Linked DNA regions of Sus scrofa: region 1 is linked to region 2. A link is a contact called in public HiChIP or PLAC-seq data. All regions are on one chromosome and are shown on one strand. Each heading gives the region's core, a stretch centred on a gene start, on an enhancer-like site or on the middle of the called end of the contact. The rest is flanking DNA. Distances are from core to core; before and after follow the strand shown. Region 1 has its middle 5.4 kb from the start of TSEN2. Region 2 has its middle 23 kb from the start of PPARG.

Region 1 (3,344 bases), core at 812-3,311, 140 kb after region 2:
GCTAAGTGGTTAATGAATCCAACTAGGAACCATGAAGTTGAGGGTTCGACCCCTGGCCTTGCTTAGTGGGTTAAGGATCCAGCATTGCCATGACCTGTGGTGTAGGTCACAGATGCAGCTCAGATCCTGTGTTGCTGTGGCTCTGGCGTAGCCAGTGGCTACAGCTCCAACTTGACCCATAGTCTGGGAACCCCCATATGCCCTGGGCGTGGCCCTAAAAAGACAAAAGACAACAAATAAATAAATAAATAAATAAATAACAGGGAGGAGTAGGCTTACCTGGGATCCACTGCCCCCCCCCATACTTAACTCCAGTGTGACCTTGGACAAGTCATTTCACCTCTCTGCATCTGTTTTCTTACCTGTGAAATGGGTGTGTGATAATCCCTGACTCCCTGAGTTGTCAGAGAATAAGTGAGACTGTCTCTGAAAAGCAGCTGGAACTGAGCAAATGATAGAAGGCCAGCAGCTCCCATCATCCATGCCACAGATTTTTCTAGCAGCCAAAGCAGGACTTCAAGGCAGTGCCCCACCCTTTGCACCTGAGACCCTGGGCCCAGCAAAGCACTGCCTTGGGGGCTTGTCCAGCCCACCCCTTACCACCTGCGGCCAACCATCTCCCTGCCCAGCCTGCTGTCAGCTTGGTAAATAATTGAGCAAATGTGCCCCTCAGTGTCTCAGCGTCCTCGCCTGTAAAATGGGATAATAACATAACACCTACCTATCGTGAGATTTAAATGCTAGAGAATGTCTGTGCAGGGCACTTGTTAAAACTGAATGCCCTTTCTAGCATATCCTGAACACTTTCTTTTCCCTTCAAAGCTGAGAAATTATCTTTGGTTTGTCTCCCCAGCAGGGGGAAGCTGGGCTGTATCTTTGGTTTGATTTTGGTTTCCAACCCTTGCATTTTTTTTTTTTTTAGGGTTCTAGATTTTATTGTAATGAACAGAACTACTACAAGTCTTTTAATAGAAGATTTCAAAGAAAACTTTAAAAGTACTTAATCTTCATTTTATGTGTATTTTGACAACTTTGCCCTAAACAGTATCTATGCTGATTTCAAGTCTTATCTAGAGTGTAGTTAGTATATGATAAACTACTTAAATTTTTATATACTATACTTCATGTTGAGAACTAATTCCTAGGGAGTTTCCTTGAGGCACAGCAAGTTAAGTATCCAGTATTGTCTCTCCACTACAGTGTCTAAGGTTGCTGCTGTGGTGCAGGTTCAGTCCCTTGCCCAGGGAACCTCCACATGCCATAGGTGCAGCCAAAAAAACACCAAAAACCAAACCAAAACAAAAACCCCCCAGACAAAAAAAAACTTGTATTCTAAAGTCCAAGATGAATTTCTTTGAATTTGGCTCCATATGGGAATCTGGGAAAATTAATATTACATATTCTGTTTTGTAGAATGTCAGAATTTACATTACCTAGAGAATCTGCTACTATTACTTTGGTCACCCCGCGGCATATGGAGTTCCCTGGCCAGGGATCAGAAGGTGCAAGCTACAGTCGTGACCTACACTGTAGCTGTGGCGACGCTGGTTCCTTAACCCACTGTGCTGGGCTGAGAATTGAACCTGCGTCCCAGCATTCCAGAGGTGTTAACGATTCTGTTGCGCCACAGCAGAAACTCCTAATTTTTTAAAGTAAACAAATCCAGGACATTCAAAAGTAAGTTGTTTAAAACAGGAAGATTGCACAAAACATAAAGATCGGTCTGTTTGCTACCATAAAACAACCTATTTTTATTGCCTATCTTTGTTTATAAAAATTAAAGCCTGGTTTTTTAACCCCTTGCATTTTCTGTTGCGGATGCCGTGGGTGAAACACCTGGAGCCTTGGCTGGGTCGCTGTTCTTGCTGTAAATTGGCGTCCCCTAAGGCTGGGTGCTTAAATTTGCTAAAATATCTCCATCTAGTGGCCTCGCTTGAGCACTGCAGGGTTCGGCCTTCGTCTGGGAAAAACAATGCGGCGACAGCTGGGGCCGCCCTGCCCAGCTCAGAAACGCTGGTGGCTCCCCATTGTCTACGGGGTAAAGTCCAAACGCCATGCCTGGAATTCAAGCGCCTGCTCGATCGGGCCCCGCCCTGCCTATCAGACCTTATCAGCCGCTTCAACCTCCTGCACCGCTCGCCCCGCCCCGCTCCTCCCGCCCCAGAACTTCCAGGCCCACAACTCCTGGCACGTGGGCGTGCCCTCAGCCCCCGACTGCCATCTCCCTCCTCCTACACACTGTCCCAGGGCTCCCCCTTCTCCCAGGCTCAGCTCAGAAGCCTCCTAGGTCATTCAACCAATCTGGGTCTTTCCTGGCCTCCCACCAACACTTGCTGAGGTCGTTTTTATTATTTCCATATTTAAAGCTGTGCCTTGTCCATGCGCTGCCCTCCATATCCAGTACATTGGATTAAAACGAATGCACACTCTGTAGCCTCCTGAATTTGGATCCTCACCTGGCCTCTGCTAGGTCATAGCTCCCAGGACCCAAGCAGAGCGGGAACCTCAAAAGGGAATTGCTGGTGAGAACACCTGTCTCACAGGATTGTGGTGAGAGTTAAGCTAGGATGCACAGTGGTTGGCACCTAGAAAGGCCCAATAAATTGTAGAGTGATCAGATAAAATACAAGATACCCAGCTGAATTTGAATTTCAGATAAATGATTTTTTTTAAGTATAAGTATATCCCAAATAGTACATGGCAGTTCCATGTTACCTTTCACAGACATATGATGTTAAGGATTGTGTATTTTGTTAGATGTGTTAATGATACAGAGAATGAATATATATGTATATATATATATTCATACACAGTACGTGTATATATATACATACACATACACACTCATACACAGTCAATCCTCATTATTGGTAGATTCTGCATTTGCAAATTCACCTACTGGCTAAAATTTATTTGTAATACCAAAAATCAATGCTCACAGGGCTTGGTCACCTACAGACATGCACCTGCATGGGGGAGAGAAAAATTGAGGGTCCCAGTATGCATGCTGAAGTCCACAGATACTGTCTTATTTCAGCTCTCATTTCATAAACAAGTATGCTAATGCCACTTTTCCACACTTTTGTGCTTTGTGTTGGTGATTTTAAAATAGATCCCAATCAGGAATTCCCAATGTGGCTCAGTGGTAACGAACCCGACTAGTATCTATGAGGATGCTAGATACGAGTATCCCTGATTCTGCTCAGTGGGTTAAGGACCTGGTGTTGCCATGAGCTGTGGTATAGTTCGCAGACACAGCTTGGATCTGGCATTGCTGTGGCTGTGGTGTAGGCCAGCAGCTGAAGCTCCAGTCTGACCCCTAGCCTGGGAACTTCCATATACTG
Region 2 (3,350 bases), core at 277-2,776:
GGGCAGCAAATATGACAGCTCTAGAAAAGCTGAATCCAGGAAAGTAGAGAAGAATGCAAATCAGTGGAGAAGGAGGAGATAGTATAGGGGTGAGGTCTCAGAAAAGACATGAAAAAGAGCCAGACTATATGAGAAAAGACTGCTCCCACTAAGTCTGGAGATTATTGTCCCAGTGGAGATCAGAGGAAGGGTAGATGAGAAAGGTATCAGATAAACATAGTTTTTTTTTTTTAAAAGCACTAGTTGTAATTATCTCCATAGTTATAGCTTACTTGGAAGAAAGTTCATAAAAAAAGGGAGTTTCCGTCATGGCTCAGTGGTTAGCGAACCCGACTAGGATCCATGAGGATGTGGATTCCATCCCTGGCCTCGCTCAGTGGGTTAAGGATCCGGCATTGCCATGAGCTGTGGTGTAGGTCGCAGACGCGGCTCAGATCCTGTGTTGCTATGGCTCTGGCATAGGCTGGCAGCTACAGCTCCGATTAGACCCCTAGCCTGGGAACCTCCATATGCAGAGGGTGCGACCCTAAAAGACAAAAAAAAAAACAACCAAACCAAACCAAACAAAAAAACCCCAAAATTAAAAAAAAAAAAAAAAAAAAAAAAAAGACATGGCGGCTAAGAGACCTTAATCAGTCACTTTCCCTCTCCCAGCCTCTGCTTTCCCATATGTTCGACAAATTAGCGTCAGGTAGGCAAGTGGCTCCCAAACACCTTTCCATTCCTTAATTTCCTAAGCATTGTGGACTGGGACAACTGTGATCTGTTTACAGATGGGGCAATCCTATAACTTTATATGTCAAAGGAACTTGTAGGAATAACAAAAATTAAAGATACCGAGGTAATTTTTAGAATTTTAAGTCCTCAAGTCAAAATTTCTGCCTATATCCCTTTACCTCTTATTTAAAATGATTAAGTGGGTCACTTTGCTACAGTAGAAAATTGACAGAACACTGTAAACAACTATAATGGAAAAAAATAAAAATCATTAAAGATAAATAAAAAATAAAAATGATTAAAATGTCAACGTATTACTAACTGTAAACTCTTTTTTTTTTTTTTGTCTTTTTAGGGCTGCCCCCATGGCACATGGAGGTTCCCAGGCTAGGGGTCCAATCAGAAGTACAGCTGCCGGCCTACACCACAACCAAGTCTGCAAGCTACACCACAGCTCACAGGAACGCCAGATCCTTAACCCTCTGAGCAAGGCAAGGGATTGAACCTGCATACTCATGGATACTAGTCAGGTTGATTAACTGCTTAGCCACGATGGGAACTCCCTAACTGTAAACCCTTGAGGCAAGGACTCTGTCCTACACTCTGATTATAATGGCTCAATAAATATATATTGAATGAATGAATGCTGAATTACAAAATGTCACCACTACAGAGGCTTCTGGTTATTTTTCTCCTCTTTGATCTCTCTTCTCAGTCTCCCCTGTGACATTTCAGGAGCGTATTAATTATGTTAGAGATAGTCACTTTTCACTGTACTACCTCATTAAATTGTTTTTTCATTTGGTTGCTGTGTTGGTTTTTTGTGAAAAGGGAACTATATACTTGAGGAATTGACTGACAGTTAATGGAAATCTTAGGATTTTTCAAAATTATCTTTTGTAGGAACTTACAAATTAGTATTCTAGTTTTCCTTCACTGGTCAGTTTAAATTTTACCAAGAATGTTGCCTTTATAAAAAGGAATTGTGTTTTATTTTAAGGAGGAAAAGTGATTTTGAGGAAATCAGAAATCTATTTCTGAACAAATGTAGTGATGCTGGTGTAAGAAAAAAAGCCACAAGATGTCATCCCAAATTAGTAATGCTTCCCATCTTAAACACATGATTTCAGTTGTCCCCAGCTAGCTAAAGGTTACAAAATGTCACCATAATATCCTTTACTTCCTTCTGTGTTTTGCTTCCCCCTACACACACCCAAATATGGTAGATGGAGTTGTAAAAACCCTGAAGTATGACAATATAGTTTATTACACCTTTAGTTAGAAGTATCGTGCCAAAATGAGCTGAGAACTAGAGGAAATGGATTTGAATTTATAGCAGTCGGGTGAGACAGAATATACCTTTTCCAGACCACTCAACCAGCAAGCCAGTTTGTAACTTTAATGCTCCGTACAGTGGAAAAGTTGCAGCTGTAACAAAATCAACAGAGACATCTCTGATTAATGTTCTTCAATAAGAGGATTGAATGGGAGAGTATTTTTCCAAATGTATGCTTTTATATACTTTATACGACTTTCCAGAATATTATTAATTTTACTTAGTGCTACTTTGGGAGTCACTGATTCTCCTCATCACTCTGATGAGGAATTAGAACCAGAGCTGACATCTCTCTGTTAGCGGACTTTGTCTTCAGTGATCTGATCACCTGAGGATACCTTTGTCTCCTTCATTACCAGGCTTTAAGCCTGCAAATCATTGTTGGTTTTCCCTTAGCCTGAGAGAAAAATTTAGAGTATTTGCTTACATGGGAGACATGAAAATGCTGACTTTAAGAAATGGCTCTCTGATTCTTGGGTAGAAGCTGAAATACTGGGCAAGACAACCAAGTATCCAAAACCTGAATGTTCCCAGCAAGCCATATAGTTTTCCTGGATTTTGAATCAAGATAAGTAGCACAGCTTATAGAATCAACCATCCTATGAAATTATGAACTTGAAGGAAAAGGGTGATTGATTTTCATTTCTCCCTTAAAAGTTTGTTCAGTTTTAAGTATTTGTTTATTTTTTTCGAAACAGGCACTCTCCCTACGAGTGACTGAGATACTGTGCTCTCCATACAGGTTGTGTTGAAAGAGGTTAGCTTGTAAATTGAAGTAAGAGGGGTAGAATGAAAAGAATCGAGTGGTAAAAGAGAAGGAAGCTAGGTGTTTTAACCCAATTTGCTTCTTCCTCTTTGGACGGCTGTTGATATTATTTTAGCTGTTCTATTTGCCTGTACATAGGCGGTGTCACCACTTCTGCTACAACCTCTGTGCCTAGAGAGTTAGAACCACTTATAAATCTAGTAAACTGAGTGGAACCTTGGCAGATGAGGTCTCAGACAGGATACAAGCATTTTGTTTATATTTAGACAATCCAAGAACCTGGCCTCTGGGCATTAGGTAAAATGTCCAGGAAAGATAAGCCTGAAGAACAGAGTATTTATTGGGAATAAATGTCACCTTTCTCCACGTGGGGGTTTAATTCAAAGCAGCCTAGGAAAAACTAAAGAGGTTTCTTTTTCTACTTAGTTGGCAAGTTTTTTTAAAAAGAGAGTCAGGAGGATTTCCCTTGTGGTGCAGCAGGTTAAGGATCTGGTGTTGTCACTGCAGTGGCTTAGGTCGCTGCTATGGTGC

Evidence for each region. HiChIP or PLAC-seq counts read pairs in DNA pulled down with a chosen protein or histone mark.
Region 1: a contact with region 2 is called in an H3K27ac HiChIP or PLAC-seq map of alveolar macrophages. The contact joins two enhancer-like sites. A contact is called at or near these places in 1 of 47 Hi-C or Micro-C datasets (fetal heart ventricle) and 2 of 2 datasets of contacts at active chromatin or transcription factors (alveolar macrophages and skeletal muscle).

Annotation. Positions count from the first base shown.
Region 1 is chr13:68,473,625-68,476,968 of Sscrofa11.1, forward strand. No RefSeq gene overlaps it. Among named protein-coding and RNA genes, the nearest start is that of TSEN2, 5.4 kb to the right of the region's middle. Within about 2 kb of position 2,062, at least 34 of the 83 cell types and tissues checked have an H3K27ac peak or open chromatin away from gene starts, as enhancers often do. A contact at or near this core is called in alveolar macrophages, where this site is marked.
Region 2 is chr13:68,338,980-68,342,329 of Sscrofa11.1, forward strand. It overlaps a transcript of PPARG not described here. Among named protein-coding and RNA genes, the nearest start is that of PPARG, 23 kb to the right of the region's middle. Within about 2 kb of position 1,527, at least 4 of the 83 cell types and tissues checked have an H3K27ac peak or open chromatin away from gene starts, as enhancers often do. A contact at or near this core is called in alveolar macrophages, where this site is marked.